Linked DNA regions of Mus musculus: regions 2, 3, 4 and 5 are each linked to region 1. The links are chromatin contacts, called in public Hi-C, HiChIP or PLAC-seq, Micro-C and promoter capture Hi-C maps. All regions are on one chromosome and are shown on one strand. The core of a region is the stretch at or near the end of the contact, and the rest is flanking DNA. Distances in the headings are between cores, read along the strand shown. Region 1 holds the start of Glcci1 (glucocorticoid induced transcript 1). Region 2 overlaps Umad1 (UMAP1-MVP12 associated (UMA) domain containing 1). Region 3 overlaps Ica1 (islet cell autoantigen 1). Region 4 overlaps Umad1 (UMAP1-MVP12 associated (UMA) domain containing 1). Region 5 overlaps Ica1 (islet cell autoantigen 1).

Region 1 (2,866 bases), core at 224-2,723:
GTGGCTAGCACGTGGTGAATGTTTAGTAAACATTAGCTATTATTTTTATATGTGATAAAGCATAGAACTATGACTAATATAGTAGGATATAGTACTAGATGCTATTTTTTGTATTTTGATTAGGCATCATCAATATTTTTTCTAAACAACAATTTACTGTGCTTCTTATTTTTTCTTATTTTTTTAAAAATTTTCATTTAATTTCATTTAATTTCTGTCTGACCACACAGGGAAGCAGAGAAAGGTGGCTCCTCTGAGTGAAACTGATCATTTAGTGCCTGGAATCAGGAAGCTTGCCAGTGTGGGCAGACACCAGGCAGACGCCAATCTGACACGCCACTTCTTTATTTTGTAAAATCTTATGTTTTTGTTTATCTCATGTGAATTAATAGGAGGTATCTGATGTAGAGCTTTAACTATTCCTGATTAGGGTTTTATATACTTTCTTATGCCCATCTAAAATCTTCGTACTTCTCATTTTCCTTGCAGAAGAATAACCCCCAGTGCCATCACACAGAGGAAATGACCACAATGAATTGTTACATTATGCCTGGTCTTTCTCCCAAGAGACCATCAGCTCCGGGGTAGTAAACTAGGTGCTCTCCATTAATAAATCTGATGATGCGATGCTGTAAATTTTCTTGTTGACGTGTACAATTCAGAATGTGATGTTCTCCACCCTACCCTGTAACGACAAACAGGTTGTAATGGCAGGTGCATTTTGTTCAATGTAGCATCCATACACTAATCCTGAAGTTGTTTTGATTCACAAGGCGACTAGGACACTTAAAGACATTTCTAAGATTAAAAGGGTTAAGGATCCTTCACTCAGCTTTAACTAAAACATCTCACCGGATGCAGGTGTATTTGCAAAATTAGTTTGGCTTCAGCGTCCTCAGCCCCAGGTTGTAGAGAGCACTGGAGGGTGGAATCCTTGTAACTTGCTTATCGCAGCGCGCGCGTGTCTTTGGGCGTCGGAGTCCGCGCAGGGCACGTATGGACCCACTTTTCTAACCTGACCCTCACCTCAAAGCCTGTCAACTCTTAAGTCCCTCCCTCCGCGCGAGGCCCGCCTCTCTCATCCACTTCCATGCTCCGCCCCCAGAGCGGAAACGTGGTACTGTAATTGGCCGAGTCTCCTCTCACTCCGACAATACAACCATTCCTTGGCATCCCGGAGTAGGGTGGCGCTGCCAATCACAGCGCTCGCAGCCGCAGGAGCCGGGTCCGGAACGCCCAGAGGCGGGGCCGGAGGCGGGGCGCCGACACAGGATTAGTTGCCATTCCGAGTGAGAAGCGGGTCGAGGTGGCGGCGGCAGCGGCGGCGGCGTTTGCGGTGGCGCGGGTTACGCGCAGCGCGAGGCGCCTCGAGGCCCCTTTCTCTCCTCCGAGGCTAAAGTCCCGGCGCTGCCCGTGGTCGCCGAGTCGTGTCGCGCGGGCGACCCCCCGCGAGGGCTGAGCAGCCGCGGGAAGCGGGCGAGTGCCCTGTCAGCGCGATGCCCGGGGCGGCGGCGGCGGCGGCCATGGGCTCGACGCGGGCTCTGCCGTGAGCGCCCCGCAGAGCGCCGCGGGGCGGTTGAGCCGTTGGACGTTGGCCGTCGCGGCGTCCCCTCCCCCTCGGCGGCGGGGTGCGCGTCGGAAGGGGAGCCCCGCGGCTCCGCCCCTCCCCGCCCCTCCCCCGTACACATCGCACGCACCGCGGCGCCGGCTCCCACACGCTCGCTCGCGCGCCCGCCCGCCCGCCCGCCCGCGGAGCCACCATGTCCACTGCGTCCTCCAGTTCCTCTCAGACCCCTCACTCCGCGCCGCAGAGGATGCGGCGCAGCACCGCGGGCTCCCCGCCCGCCGCTGCCGGGAGCGGGACGGGGCCGGCCGGGAGCTGCGCACCGGCTGCGGGAGCCGGTCGGCTGCTGCAGCCCATCCGCGCCACGGTGCCCTACCAGCTCCTGCGGGGCAGCCAGCACAGCCCCACGCGCCCGGCCGCCGCCGCCGCCACCGCCGCCGCCGCGCTCGGCAGTCTCTCCGGGCCCGGAGGGGCCCGCGGCCCCAGCCCGTCCAGCCCGACTCCACCGCCGGCCGCTGCCCCAGCCGAGCAGGCGCCTCGCGCCAAGGGCCGCCCGAGACGGTCCCCCGAGAGCCGGCGGAGGAGCAGCTCACCTGAGAGACGGAGTCCCGGCTCGCCCGTGTGCAGAGGTAGCGAGCCCAACCCTCCCGTCCTCCCGGGCTGCGTCTCCCCGACGGTGCCCTGCGTGGAAAACTTCAGCCTCTCCGGGCTTCTGTTTGCTAGTGCATTACCGAAGGTGTGAAAGTGGCTTTGGGAATCTCACCCCCCACCCTGAGGTCGCTGCAGGGCTTGGAGGAGCGACCTGGAAATCAACTTTTATCCGACCCTCACACCGCCACTCAGATTTTATCTTGCATCCCTCGCCTGCAAAAGAAAAGTGTTTCGGTTTAATAGCTTATTAGCTTTCTGTGTTTGGAGCCGGGCAAGGAGGAGCCGTGTGAAACCCTTAAACACGCACACAAACTCTCTAGCGGGGCATAAGGTGGTAGTGGTAATCTCTGCAGCCTTTGTGCTTTCCCACAAAGTTCTTGTCTGGAGTATGTTTGTGTTTTGGAGACTTGATGGCGGTAGTTAGGTTGTTAGAATATCCTTTGCATGTGTAGGGGAGGCAGTTTAAAGTGTATGCTGTTTATCCATCCTCTCCTCTACTTTATATAGTCATGTATTAGATCACTACTGCACTACAAATGGCTTATGCCGGAATGGTGGTTTTCGTGGTGAATTTCTTAAAGCCTGTTTGTGGAGTGTGTTCACTTTTTCCTTGCATCTTTAAGTATACTTAGCAGTTCAGCTGAGCTGTGT
Region 2 (2,866 bases), core at 99-2,598, 210 kb before region 1:
TGCTTGCCATGTTGTGTACTTATTAAAGGAATTTTGTTTTTATAACCAATATGCTGACATTGTAGTGGTATGATTAAATAACTTTTCATATACATCCATTGGCTTCATATTTTCATATGATAAACAGAATTAAATCAGATAATGAAGTGAAATAATACTGTACATAGTAGAGATTACAAGGAAGACTGGCACTGCTCATTTGACAAGGAGAAGCAATAGAGACCTGAAGTGGGTTTCCCAGTCATGTCTCCTGTGCCTTGGACACATCATCTTGTTTCTGTGATACCCTCCATGACGCTGTCTTTATTACGGATGCCGTGTCTGCTGCTACTCTCCATCTTTACCTGCAATAAGTGAATTACTGAAAAGCACGAGAGTAGAAATGCAAAGTCAGAATATAAAGGTGTATACCTTTAAAATCACAGTTTTAAATAAGTTTGAAGGAAAAACACTAATTACATTTAATAAATTTAAAGATATATAAAATTAAGATGGCTTTACATGTAATAGTTATATGCTTTGTTATTATTCTTATTTAAAATTGCCTCAGGGTTCTGTTTCTTTGGTTTTAAAGGGCTTTTTGTTTTTGTTGTTGTTGGCTTTGTTTGTTTGTTTTTTAATTTTTATTGTTCCATCTCTTTGTGTTGGTATCACTCTGTATACAGAACTCTCATTAAATAAAGATGGTAATAGTGGTAGAAACATCTGCCTATCCTTTCTTGTTGACTCGTGATACAGTAACAGTCTATGCTAGACTCATCTTCTTGTACTTCTGGGGGGGGAAGGGGGGAGGAGAGAGAGAGAGAGAGAGAGAGAGAGAGAGAGAGAGAGAGAGAGAGAGAGAGAGAGAGAGGAGAGAGAGGAAAGTTTAAAGCTTCACAGATAATTTTGATCAGCAGTAAAGGTAGGAACCACCTAACTTTAATTCTAACCACCAGTTAGAATTAATTTTCTAGATTTGCTAGTATATATAATTCCTAGCAGACAGAAAAATGGAAAACTTTCAAATACAAAACTAGTGTTTCTGTGGATGGCATAACTTCTCATCTATTAAAAATTAAGAATATTTTTTCCTGCCTTTCTGTTAGTTGACATGATTTAGTGAAATTGTGGTTAAAAACACATTTTGAGTAGATTTGGAAGATACAAAAGATAGAGTTGTGAGTCTTGAATTTGATCTAGTGCTGCAAAGGAAAGATTAAACTGGAGCAATATAATTAGGATAAACCATTGCATCTGCACTTGTAACACAGCAACTGAATTGAGAACCAGCTGCAAACTGGTGACTAATCTCTGGCAAGCCCACATGAGGATGCAGTACAATACACCAGCTTCAGACCCATGAGCACTTGTTTCTTCCACTGGCCTTTGAGCAGGTGACGGTGGTGATGCAATCTGATTATACTGCTGAATGTATGCTAACCACAGCCAACAGTTGAGTCTCACGAGGGCTTTCACAAAAGACTTAAATATATATTTCTTTCTTATAATTTCAGCTAGAGGAGGGCATAGGAAGAAGACGTCCTTTGCCTTCTGCGGTGCCTGTAGCACTTTATAGTACTTTATAGTCCCAAGTTTGAGAGGCTTTCATTAGTGTTCACATGTGAAATGAAAATGAGAAAAATAATATGGAAAGAAGCTCTTATTCAGAACTGTTCACAGCTACTTACAATAATCAATTAAAATAATTAAACTGTCCACACTGTTTCACTCTGAACAAACAAGAATTTGTAACCCAAGGGAAAACAGTACACTGTGCATACTCAGAGAGGCATTTTCCCAGCTATTACCTGTTCTGATGAGGTGACAGTTAACAGTGTCTTGAACATTAAAGATGCTTAATAAATATTCAGCTGCCTGGAATCTGAGCCCTTGCTTCTAATGGTTGAATAGAATAATACTTTCGGGGGCTGGAGAGATGGCTCACGGGTTAAGAGCAATGCTCTTCCAGAAGTCCTGAGTTCAATTCCCAGCAACCACATGGTGGCTCACAATCATCTCTAATGGGATCTGATGCCCCCTTCTGGTGTGTCCGAAGATAGCTAGTGTATTCATATGCATAAAATAAACAAACACCTTTAATACTAGCACTTGGGAGGCAGAGGCAGGTGGATTTCTGAGTTCAAGGCCAGCCTGGTCTACAGAGTGAGTTCTAGGACATCCAGGGCTACACAGAGAAACCCTGTCTCGAAAAACCAAACCAAACAAACAAACAAAAACCAATAATACTTCCTTCTTCCATTGTAGTACAGGGGGTGACTTAGTGAGGATGTCAGAAAGTCATGTGTCAGAAAGCATGTCATCTTTGGAAAGAAGTGCTACCAGAGCCAAAATAGAACCAGGAATGTTTCTGATGGGGAGCGGGAAAGAAGAACTCTCAGAACTCACATGTGTATATGAATTGTTAACATCCAAATGTGTATAATACAATGCTATAACTTTGCAGTCAAAAGGACACGATTTCCACAAGATCACTCAGCTGTACAATTTGCAAATTGTCTTGAGAATAAAAAGGAAAAAGAGATACAGAGCTCCTAGCTTGGTAGCTCACACATTTGGATTCCAGAGGTGTGACTGGAAGCATGTCGGAAGGAAGGAAGTCTGGACCTCCCCCTATCACATCTGAATCTGTAGCCTGGAGAGGGTCCCAAGGCATTTGCGCTTTAAATCATTTCCCTCCCTCATCCTTTTCCCTATGAATCCGATACATGCCGAAGTGAGATAAATAGCAGCAACTATAGCACTGTAGCACTAGAAGACACTAATTATACATCTGTAGTCCATACCACTAAGGTTCCAATTTCATAGTGTGCAGATTCGCTTTGTCCACATCCTCACCAGCACTTGTCTCTTGTCTTTTTAATAA
Region 3 (2,866 bases), core at 238-2,737, 210 kb after region 1:
GTAGTGACTTTGTGGGGAGGGCTCATGGACATATCCTTTAGAGGAGACATGGTACAGCAAAATTATATTAAATTGAGGGTTAATATGTGTGAGAAAGGAAAAGGGACTAAGGGGGAGAAGGTGGGGAAGAGTAAGAGAAAGGAGAGAATGGGGAATGGGTATGAAAAGGGGAAAGGGTCAAGAAGAGAAAAAAATGTCTGCTGTGGGTCTTTCATTGAATCCCCAGTGGAGGGTCAATGTACAGTGAAAGAAAGCCAAGTAGGAGAGGACAGCTGACTAGATAAAGTTGCAGGTGAGATATGTATGGTGTGCAGGTTTTGAGTTTGAAAAACTGGTAGCCAGGTGAGCCATCAATAAGGCCACTTAAACTACAAACAACGACAACAACAAACTGTCTAAGGTTGTCCAGACTTGAGGCTACAATGGAGCTATTAGGGAGGCAGAGGTGGAGGAGACCTTGAGGAGTCCCAGAAGTCCAAACCCCTTTTAGTGAGACTCCTGATGGACAGTGCTGAAGGTGTGCTTTGAGAGTCCATTAAGTCGTTTATAGACGACGAGGATGTAGATCAGAGGACGGGACAATGATTGATCAAGAAGCTGTTGAGGAATTTCTGGCCAGTCAGCTTGAGAAAGAGAAGAGGGGGAAAGTATGTGTCTGGATGGCTCATGTCTCTCTGGAGCATCTTCCCATGGAAAGCCTACATGCCAAGAGATGGAATGCCATGGGCAAAGGTAAAAAGATGGCTGTTTGTGTGGTAACATGGCTCATTCCGGAGTGTTCAATTTCTTGGCAATAGAAGTGTACAGTAAGAGATGATTGCTTCAGCTTCACCAACCTTCCTTTCCAGCCACTCAATTTCCCCTGTCCTTCCTCCTTGATGAATCTTCACGCTCTGCCCTCTGCTATTCAGATGAAACGATGAAGAACACTATCTCTTTCCTTCTTGATTTATGTTTTAAAAGGAGGCACACAAAAACATCCCTGTAAACGGTTCAGATGTGTCCTGACCCAAATGAGTAAAATCAGGGCTTGAATTCTATTTAGTTCACAGGATTACTGGGCAGACGGGGGGAAAGCGTGTAAAGTTTCTTCACTCAGAATCTGGCCATGGTAAGCAGTCAAAAGTGTTAATAATAACCTTTGCATTGATCATTCATACGCCTTGTGTTCAGGATGTCCTTGGTATAGAGCAATTTCTCAAAAATAACTAAATAAGCCAGGCCTTATGATCCAGGCCTAGAGTACCAGATAGTCAGGAAGTATATACAGGATATGTATATGTATATGTCAGGATAGTTACAAGTTCAAGGCTACTATTACGTAAGTTCAAGGCTAGCTTGGGAAACAGCTGTGTTCTAGTGGTGGTGGTAATTGGTTAATAAAGTAAAGGAAATGGAAAAGTCCATTCACCTCTGCCTAGACCTAGGGACTTCAGGGAATTGGGCAAGAAGATACAATGCCCAACTTTGTGCCACATAAGAAAAGTTTGGAATGAAAACTAAAAGCCCAAAATGGTCTGGTCTACCCACTGCCTGCTTGAGATTTCATGAGGTTTTACTGAACAACTCTGGCTTTGCTCCAAAAGGATAAACTGCATTGAAGCCAAACCATTCAGTGGGTGAGGAAAAAAGAAAGGCCAGCTTCCTATTGGCTCCTTGAGTTTTGAGAGAATGGAGATAAATAAATTCAAAGGATCTCAGATGTCCATGGAGAAAATAGAGGCGGCTAAGGGTACTAGCCAGGGAGTAACCCTGGTCCAGTGGCCAAAAGGAAATCCATGTAAGTTGTTGCTACAGAGATTTAACAAGGAAAGCAGCTGATGTATCTGGAAGTTGAAGAAAGAGACTAACATTACTGTAGCCCGTGAGCTTCAGGAACCACCATCCAGGTGCAGACTAGCCATGCCTGAGTGAAATAAGCAAGGGGCCTGGAGGACAGAGTGGCCCAAGGACACCATATCCCTTGCATACTCCCAAGACATGGTCTAAGACTTCTAGACGTGTGCTCCTAGGAGGACAGCATGCTAGATTTCTGAAAGAGCAACCCCAAAGATACCACTGAAACCAGTGCTACTAGGACAAAGGCAAATGTTGAGTGGATTAAACATTTAAACTGAAACAAAGAGGCTCCTTAACCCAAATGAATCAACGGGTCTAGAAAGACCCATCACACTTATAGATAAACTGTTTTTTGTTCCAGAAAATGCAATGTGTGTGACCACGTGTTCTTCGTAAAGTTAGAGCCATTCCCACCTGGCCCACCCATATCCGAACAGTGTCTCATTGAGAAAGTGAACTCCCTCAGCCTGGGAACCACCTCTGTGAAGAATGAGTAGTTGTTGCCACCCCTCCCCCAACACACACACACACACACACACACACACACACACACACACACACCTTGGGAAATGTTAGTGAACTGTTCATATAAAATACTTAGAACTGTAGTTGGCATGAAATAAAACTTTATGTGTTTGCTAATTTTGTTAGCATTTCTACTGGTACATTCAACAACAAAGTTTCGTTTGTCCTGTTTTCAGACTGTTTAGACATAAAAAAAACAAAAAACAAAAAACAAAAAACAAAACCAAAAAACCAAAATCAAAGAGCTATATTCCCAACTTTCTTCATTTCTGACTTCATTGGTTCTTATGCAGTCTCACAGGCATGCAAATGCCATGCCGGGAATACATGATGAGGCTTCCTATTTTAGACCATCTCGTATGCTTTCGCAGATAAGTAAACATCTTGTTCCTCAAATTGGTATAGACATCGCCTCAAAGCTAGGATGCTATTCCTTATGAATCATGCTGGCTCGCAGCAGACAACAGAAATATCTTCAGGCTTGGTGGTGAAGTCTGCTGTG
Region 4 (2,866 bases), core at 146-2,645, 190 kb before region 1:
AGAGCTTTTAGTTTTTGGACGTTTTGGCTGTGTCCATGTCGTTTTGTTTTTCTTTATGTATGTCTTTATCTACTCTTTCTGTCCTTGTCCTTCATCTCTGTAAGTCATTCTTCTGCCTGGCCTTGTGTGTTGATGATGTATCCCCTTGTGGGGTTTTTAAAATATGTTTTTAATTAGAGTATAATTACATCATTTCCTCCTACTCATTTTCCTTTTCCTCCAACCATTCTCATGTACCAACCATCTTAAATGCATAGCCTGTATTTCGTGTGTGTGTGTGTGTGTGTGTGTGTGTGTGTGTGTGTGTGTGTGTATTCCTACATAAATACAACCTGCTCAGTCTGTATTTTACTTATATGTATACAATTTCAGGACTGACTCTTTGATCTTGGATAACGGTTCTGGGGGATTTCTGCTGGGGGAGACTCTCTCCCATCCTCATCATCCTTAGTTGTCTAGAGTTGAAGCCTATGAACTTGGTGTTGCCGGTGTTATCCTTGTTCTAGTCTTAGACAGCCATGTTGATGAGACTTCCTTAGTGTACCTTCTCTGATATATCTAGGAGAAAAAAATCTCACAGCAAACTTCTTGTTCTTGTGGCTCTTCTAGGTTTGCTGTCTCCTTTCCTACTTTGGTCCCTGAGCCTTAGGTGCTGTTGTGTTGTAGCTGTATCAGTTGGGACTGGATACTGTTTGGTCCCTTGCCTGCATCCTGACTGGTTTCTAGTTGGGATGTTTTTCAGCTCTATAGGTAAACATAGACTTGCACGTATTATATATAGTTTTAGGTAAATAGATAATGTGATTGAGTTTCTGTGGCTCTTTCCCATCGTGCTTCTAATGTGATTGGTTGATTTAGTTAAATTAAAATATGAAATTATCAGGAATTTTGTCACTAAACTAATACTGTCTTGAACCATCTCTGTTGTATAAAACGGGCTCTGGTACGTAATATATTTATTAGTAAATGCTTATTGACATGTCAAAAGTTATATAAAAAGGCACTTTTTTGTATAAAATTTATGTTTCTAGTTAAACTCTCAGCCATTTTCACTAAAGTTTAATCATCAAATCTCCTTTGTATTTTTATCCAGTTACTATTCTAAAAGTGTTTTCATTACATTTAATTCACATATAAAAATTGGTAGAAGGAAAATATACTAAAATATTATGCTTGAATTCTCTTTCTTTTGAACATGTTTTTATATCTTGAAATACTTTAAAAAACATATTATGTTTGTTTTCTAGGGCCTAGAAATGGGGTGTTAATGGAGAAGGGGACTTTAATTAACTCAGAGTCCTTTTAAATAGCTCATTCTGTGCTACATGCTGAGCAAAGTGTTGGCTCTCTAGAGGTGTACAAAGCAGACATAGTCCCTCTGTTTGCTCATCTTATAGCCTCATGGGATAGCCCGCACTTTATACCTGCATGTGCTTAGACATAAACACATGATGTTTATGCATCATACATACTCATTTCATTACATGTAGTAATGAATAAGAGAAGAGGAGGAAAGGGTGCCATGTGACAGTATCATACAGGAGAACTAATTTAATGTGAGAACTTACAGAAATCCTCTCCAAGGAAATGATATTTACTTATTTAATAGTGGCAATAGTTGTGTGTGTGTGGCACACACATGCACACACGCACATACTTGTGCACTCACATCCGTATGCACCTGTGGAAGTCAGGACACAAATTTTATCAAATTGGTTTTCTCTTTCCACTTTTATTTTGGGCTCCAAGGATCACATTCAGACTGTCAGTGTTGTGGGCGGGCACTTCATCACCTGGGTCATCTCATCAGCTCTGGAAATGATATGTGATGCCTGAAGGGTGAATCATGAGTGATTACCCTGACACAGAGTACTGTAGGGTAGTGATACAGGAGGCACCAATTCCCCGAGTCCCTTAAGATTTTGGCTCATGGCAGAGGCTAATAGAATATGAATGCTGTCAGTAAGGAGAGGGGCAAAGAGTCTGGGATAATGATGGAGAACAATGGGTGAGCCAGCATATGAGACTTTGTCTTGGTAGTTTTGCCTGTAGGACTGATGTTCTTCTACATAGCAATAGAGACTGGTGGGATGATTTTAAAGCAACATGTGTTTTGTTTTTTAAGATTTATTTATTATTATACATAAGTACACTGTAGCTGACTTCAGACACACCAGAAGAGGGCATTAGATCTCATTAAGGGTGGTTGTAAGCCACCATGTGGTTGCTGGGGTTTGAACTCAGGACCATGGGAAGAGCAGTCAGTGCTCTTACTCACTGAGACATCTTGCCAGCCCAACAACATGTGTTTTTTAAGAAGACATCATTGATATTGAGAGGAGAGAAGAAGTAGGAAATAGGAAATGACTTTCCAGTAGTGAGTAAAGGGGGTGGGGGGCAGTAGCAAATGGAAAAGAGGCTTCTCTAAAGTTCTGTTACTTACTGAGCTCAACACTTAGAATCAAATTCTCAGGAAAGCGAATTTTCATAATGATCAAGTTAAAATCAGGGAAATATAATGTATTTTAATTTCTCTATTTCTATACAGTAAGCATAATGATGAAAATTCTTAGTTTGCCAATGATTACTTTTTCTCTCTCTCTTTTTAACAAGGTAGTTCAGACTGGTAGACCAGAACTTACTTTATAGGCCTCTTTGCTCAGCTTCCTTATTGCAAAGTAACAGGTATGACCACCTGGATAAATAGTTTGAATATAGTTAGGGATTATTCTGCTTTAGTAAAGTTGTGGTTGTAGGTTCTCCTCAGAGATCCATGACTTTACTAGTCCTGAGTAGTTGGCCAAGTTTTCCTCTTATTGAATGGACCCTAAGTCCAATTAGAGAGCTGTTGGTTACCACCAGTGTA
Region 5 (2,866 bases), core at 182-2,681, 150 kb after region 1:
CCATGGACATGTCTGCTTCAGTGAGCTGCGTCTAGCTGCCACAGCCCCTGTCTAAACCCCCAAGATGCCCTTGACAGTTCCATGGCTATCATCCCTCCTGTCTCCAGCCAACCTCCCGTCCTGACCACACTGGAGCAGCCCTCAGACAATCCCTTTGTAATGTAAACCATTCCTTGTCTCTTTTCAAGCCTTTCCCCTGTTGGGCCATTAGCAGGGACTCAATTGTTGGCTCCCTGTCACCACAGTCACACTTAAGACACTATTGTGCGTTCCCAACAGAATGGCTGCAGTTCCAATTGCTACTTTAATTTACTATTAATAATTCCTGTGACAATGCTCTTCTCGTCCTACATTACTATTGTGCCTATAATTTTGCTTTTGAAGCCTGGCAAATGCTAAAATTCATACTTGTTGGTTACAAAAATTAATGTAATGCTCATCATTAACAATTACATCTATTCAACTAAGCAATGTAAAGGCTCAGAGGAAAGTGATGAAAAGGCATAGAACACCAGAAGGAAAATTAATGTAAACACATCAGCTTGTTTATTCACTTTGAGAATTTTGAATGAAGGAAAACATTGTATTCACACACATACCTGCTTACCTGAAATACAATCCACACGCCACAGGATTCAAACACTCTAAAGCTGTAAGTCAAAGATTTATAACATATCCACAGAGTTATACACGCATCAGAACAATCGATTTTTGAACACTGACAGTGGGCTTGCTAACATAAGACTTGGAGATCAAACAAAGCACAAATCAAAAAGGTGAAAAAGAACCACGAAAGAAGCTTGTTTCTGACGAAAGACGGCACGCACTGAAGGGAGCCTCTAACGGAAAGACTGAAAGCTCACATCCTAAGCCCACCTGAAATTTAGTTTATTGTGTGATTGTCCAAAGTATGCCATTCTGTGGAATAGAGAATAATTTCCTGCCTCAAACAAGGCCAGTGGGGAGGGAGTAGACAGTTGGGCTTGCTAAGGGTTAGGGATGCTAGAAATGAATTTTTCTGATTATTTCGAAGTGCCAGAACCCAGTTAAAAAACCACTTGCCCCTAACAGTTCCTGCAGAAGTGACAGCATTTTTTGAGTGACAGGAATCCATGTTCTGGCAAAATGAACGAGAAAGGTCTGGGGGCTGCATATGAAGAGCTAGCCATCAGATAGAACCACTGCCAGCTGCTGGCCTACCGAGGCCACATTTGAACCCATGGCCAGAAAAGAAAACTCTAAAACCCGTGCTTCTAAGACTCATCCCAGTGAGCCCTTCCCGCAAACTGTCTGTGGGCATCACTGCCTCTCAGCAGTGGCCAGCATCCCTCCACTGACTGAAAGCAACTTTGTGGATGAAAGGGTGTCTGCAGACCGAGTAACCTGTCCCTGGCCAGGCTGCAGCAACAGGCTAATAGCTTCCATCAATGCACAAATGGCTTCAGGAAGCACACACACACAATATAGAAGATCAGCGTGACAAAGAAAATGTGCAGACCCGGCTCGCAGAAAAAAAAAAAAAAAAACTGCCTTAAAAAGGAAACAGCTTAATATAATAAAGGGAATTACTACTTCCTGTATTAGGAAAATAAAGGAGGCAGCAACATGCATCTGAAAGAAAGCAAAACTACTCAAGAAAACAAATTCCTCAGACAAAGGGCCAGCAGCCAGTTCTAAGAACCCAGACTGTGGCCCACCTTACACAACTGGGTAACATTTCCTGTCGTCCTTAATTAGACACTTCATTTTCTTACTCTACTCTCCATTAATTACACTGTACGCACACAGAGGTGCCAAACAGTTGTCAGGAAAAGGAAACAAAAGCACTTAAAATAGTTTTGCATGGTCAAAAGATGCTGCCTTCAGCTGGGTGTGTGTGTATGTTTGTGTTTATATAATTAGTACCACATGAGAAATAAAAAGCAGAGGACATGATGTGTACCAGCCATGCAATTCATGGACATTTAGAACATATGTCCTCCTCTTCCCCACCACAAACATCCCCCACCATGTACAAATGACACCATATTAATCTAGTCCTAGAGACAATTTTGAACTGCACTGCAGAACAACAGGCCAAAGTAAAGCTGGAGGGGAAAAAAAATCACCATCAAAAGACATAATCTTATGCTTTAAAGTAGCGCTGGGACTTGTTTGTGGGAAGCCATCACAGTGCTGGGAAGAGGGGGTCCTTGGATTTATATCGAGCAGTGCTTGGACATGAACACGGTTCTCGTCATTCTCGGGCCTCAGTTTACCCACCAGCACATGGAGATAGTGCCAAGTGTTAATGAAGGGAGCAGGGTAAGGCCAAACTGAAAGAATCTACAGTATCAAACACTACAAACCATTCTTGTCAGGACCATGAAGGGTCTAGAGCATTATTTCTCAACCTGTGGGTCCAGACCCCTATGGGGGGGGTTGTCAATGGACCCTTTCAACTGGGGTCACCAAAAACCTTTGGAAAATACAGATATTTTACATTACAATTCATAACAGTTACGAATTACATAAATTCATGAGTTAATTTATTCATAGCAGTTATGAAGCTGCACTGGAAATAATTTTATGGTTGGGGGTTACCATACCATGAGGAACTGTACTGAAGGGTCTCTGCATTAGGAAGGTTGTGAACCACTGGTCTAAAACGAGGCTAATGCCTTCAGTCTTGTGTTCTACACTCCAAGTTCACACTCTCCGGCTTCAAGTGGCCTCAGAAACATCCCTTGTCTGCTGACATGGAAGGGCAGGCTTCGTGAGATGAAGGAACCTGCTTCTGGCCATTCAGCCACAGATAAACAGACGCGACATCTGAATCTATCTTTACAGTTGCACAACTTAAGGAAATGTCTTGAACAACCAAGTG

What was found. Promoter capture Hi-C pulls out the DNA fragments that hold promoters and counts their contacts. Hi-C and Micro-C count contacts between places; a contact is called where the count stands out from the background. HiChIP or PLAC-seq counts read pairs in DNA pulled down with a chosen protein or histone mark.
Region 2: a contact with region 1 is called in an H3K4me3 HiChIP or PLAC-seq map of the SCID.adh cell line, with 20 read pairs. The contact joins the enhancer-like site here to the promoter of Glcci1 in region 1. A contact is called at or near these places in 12 of 39 promoter capture datasets (the 3T3-L1 cell line, 3T3-L1-derived adipocytes, the C10 cell line and 9 more), 36 of 484 Hi-C or Micro-C datasets (the 3T3-L1 cell line, 3T3-L1-derived adipocytes, the AML12 cell line and 26 more), 18 of 115 datasets of contacts at active chromatin or transcription factors (the 230-238 cell line, the SCID.adh cell line, SST interneurons and 14 more) and 4 of 9 other capture datasets (adipose tissue, embryonic stem cells, liver and 1 more).
Region 3: a contact with region 1 is called in a Micro-C map of brown adipocytes, with 4 times the contacts expected there. The contact joins the enhancer-like site here to the promoter of Glcci1 in region 1. A contact is called at or near these places in 14 of 39 promoter capture datasets (the 3T3-L1 cell line, 3T3-L1-derived adipocytes, the C10 cell line and 9 more), 8 of 484 Hi-C or Micro-C datasets (the C2C12 cell line, the G1E-ER4 cell line, brown adipocytes and 4 more), 9 of 115 datasets of contacts at active chromatin or transcription factors (the 230-238 cell line, SST interneurons, double positive thymocytes and 5 more) and 2 of 9 other capture datasets (adipose tissue and liver).
Region 4: a contact with region 1 is called in a Hi-C map of olfactory sensory neurons, with 4 times the contacts expected there. The contact joins the enhancer-like site here to the promoter of Glcci1 in region 1. A contact is called at or near these places in 9 of 39 promoter capture datasets (the 3T3-L1 cell line, 3T3-L1-derived adipocytes, the C10 cell line and 4 more), 1 of 15 datasets of contacts at CTCF or cohesin (pro-B cells), 1 of 484 Hi-C or Micro-C datasets (olfactory sensory neurons), 6 of 115 datasets of contacts at active chromatin or transcription factors (the 230-238 cell line, the SCID.adh cell line, embryonic forebrain and 2 more) and 3 of 9 other capture datasets (adipose tissue, liver and pancreatic islet).
Region 5: a contact with region 1 is called in a promoter capture Hi-C map of pre-B cells. The contact joins the enhancer-like site here to the promoter of Glcci1 in region 1. A contact is called at or near these places in 8 of 39 promoter capture datasets (the C10 cell line, the HPC-7 cell line, cranial neural crest and 4 more), 6 of 484 Hi-C or Micro-C datasets (bone marrow-derived macrophages, cerebellar granule neurons, cerebellum and 2 more), 4 of 115 datasets of contacts at active chromatin or transcription factors (the 230-238 cell line, effector CD8 T cells, extraembryonic endoderm stem cells and 1 more) and 3 of 9 other capture datasets (adipose tissue, liver and pancreatic islet).

What each region holds. Positions count from the first base shown.
Region 1 is chr6:8,508,127-8,510,992 of GRCm38.p6, forward strand. Glcci1 (glucocorticoid induced transcript 1) reads left to right here and starts at 1,474. Exons shown (of 8, transcript NM_133236.3): 1 at 1,474-2,193. The coding sequence starts at 1,761. It overlaps A430035B10Rik (RIKEN cDNA A430035B10 gene), which reads right to left and starts at 1,035. Exons shown (of 2, transcript NR_040452.1): 1 at 853-1,035; 2 at 1-685.
Region 2 is chr6:8,297,918-8,300,783 of GRCm38.p6, forward strand. All of the region lies in intron 2 of Umad1 (UMAP1-MVP12 associated (UMA) domain containing 1), which reads left to right. Among named protein-coding and RNA genes, the nearest start is that of Umad1, 40 kb to the left of the region's middle. Within about 2 kb of position 1,349, at least 49 of the 459 cell types and tissues checked have an H3K27ac peak or open chromatin away from gene starts, as enhancers often do. A contact at or near this core is called in the CH12 cell line, the P5424 cell line, the SCID.adh cell line and 6 more, where this site is marked.
Region 3 is chr6:8,715,389-8,718,254 of GRCm38.p6, forward strand. The region is part of intron 6 of Ica1 (islet cell autoantigen 1); the gene reads right to left. Among named protein-coding and RNA genes, the nearest start is that of Ica1, 62 kb to the right of the region's middle. Within about 2 kb of position 1,488, at least 6 of the 459 cell types and tissues checked have an H3K27ac peak or open chromatin away from gene starts, as enhancers often do. A contact at or near this core is called in 3T3-L1-derived adipocytes and brown adipocytes, where this site is marked.
Region 4 is chr6:8,316,711-8,319,576 of GRCm38.p6, forward strand. The region is part of intron 2 of Umad1 (UMAP1-MVP12 associated (UMA) domain containing 1); the gene reads left to right. Among named protein-coding and RNA genes, the nearest start is that of Gm46952, 27 kb to the right of the region's middle. Within about 2 kb of position 1,396, at least 2 of the 459 cell types and tissues checked have an H3K27ac peak or open chromatin away from gene starts, as enhancers often do. A contact at or near this core is called in olfactory sensory neurons, where this site is marked.
Region 5 is chr6:8,661,575-8,664,440 of GRCm38.p6, forward strand. All of the region lies in intron 8 of Ica1 (islet cell autoantigen 1), which reads right to left. Among named protein-coding and RNA genes, the nearest start is that of Gm35621, 40 kb to the left of the region's middle. Within about 2 kb of position 1,432, at least 14 of the 459 cell types and tissues checked have an H3K27ac peak or open chromatin away from gene starts, as enhancers often do. A contact at or near this core is called in pre-B cells, where this site is marked.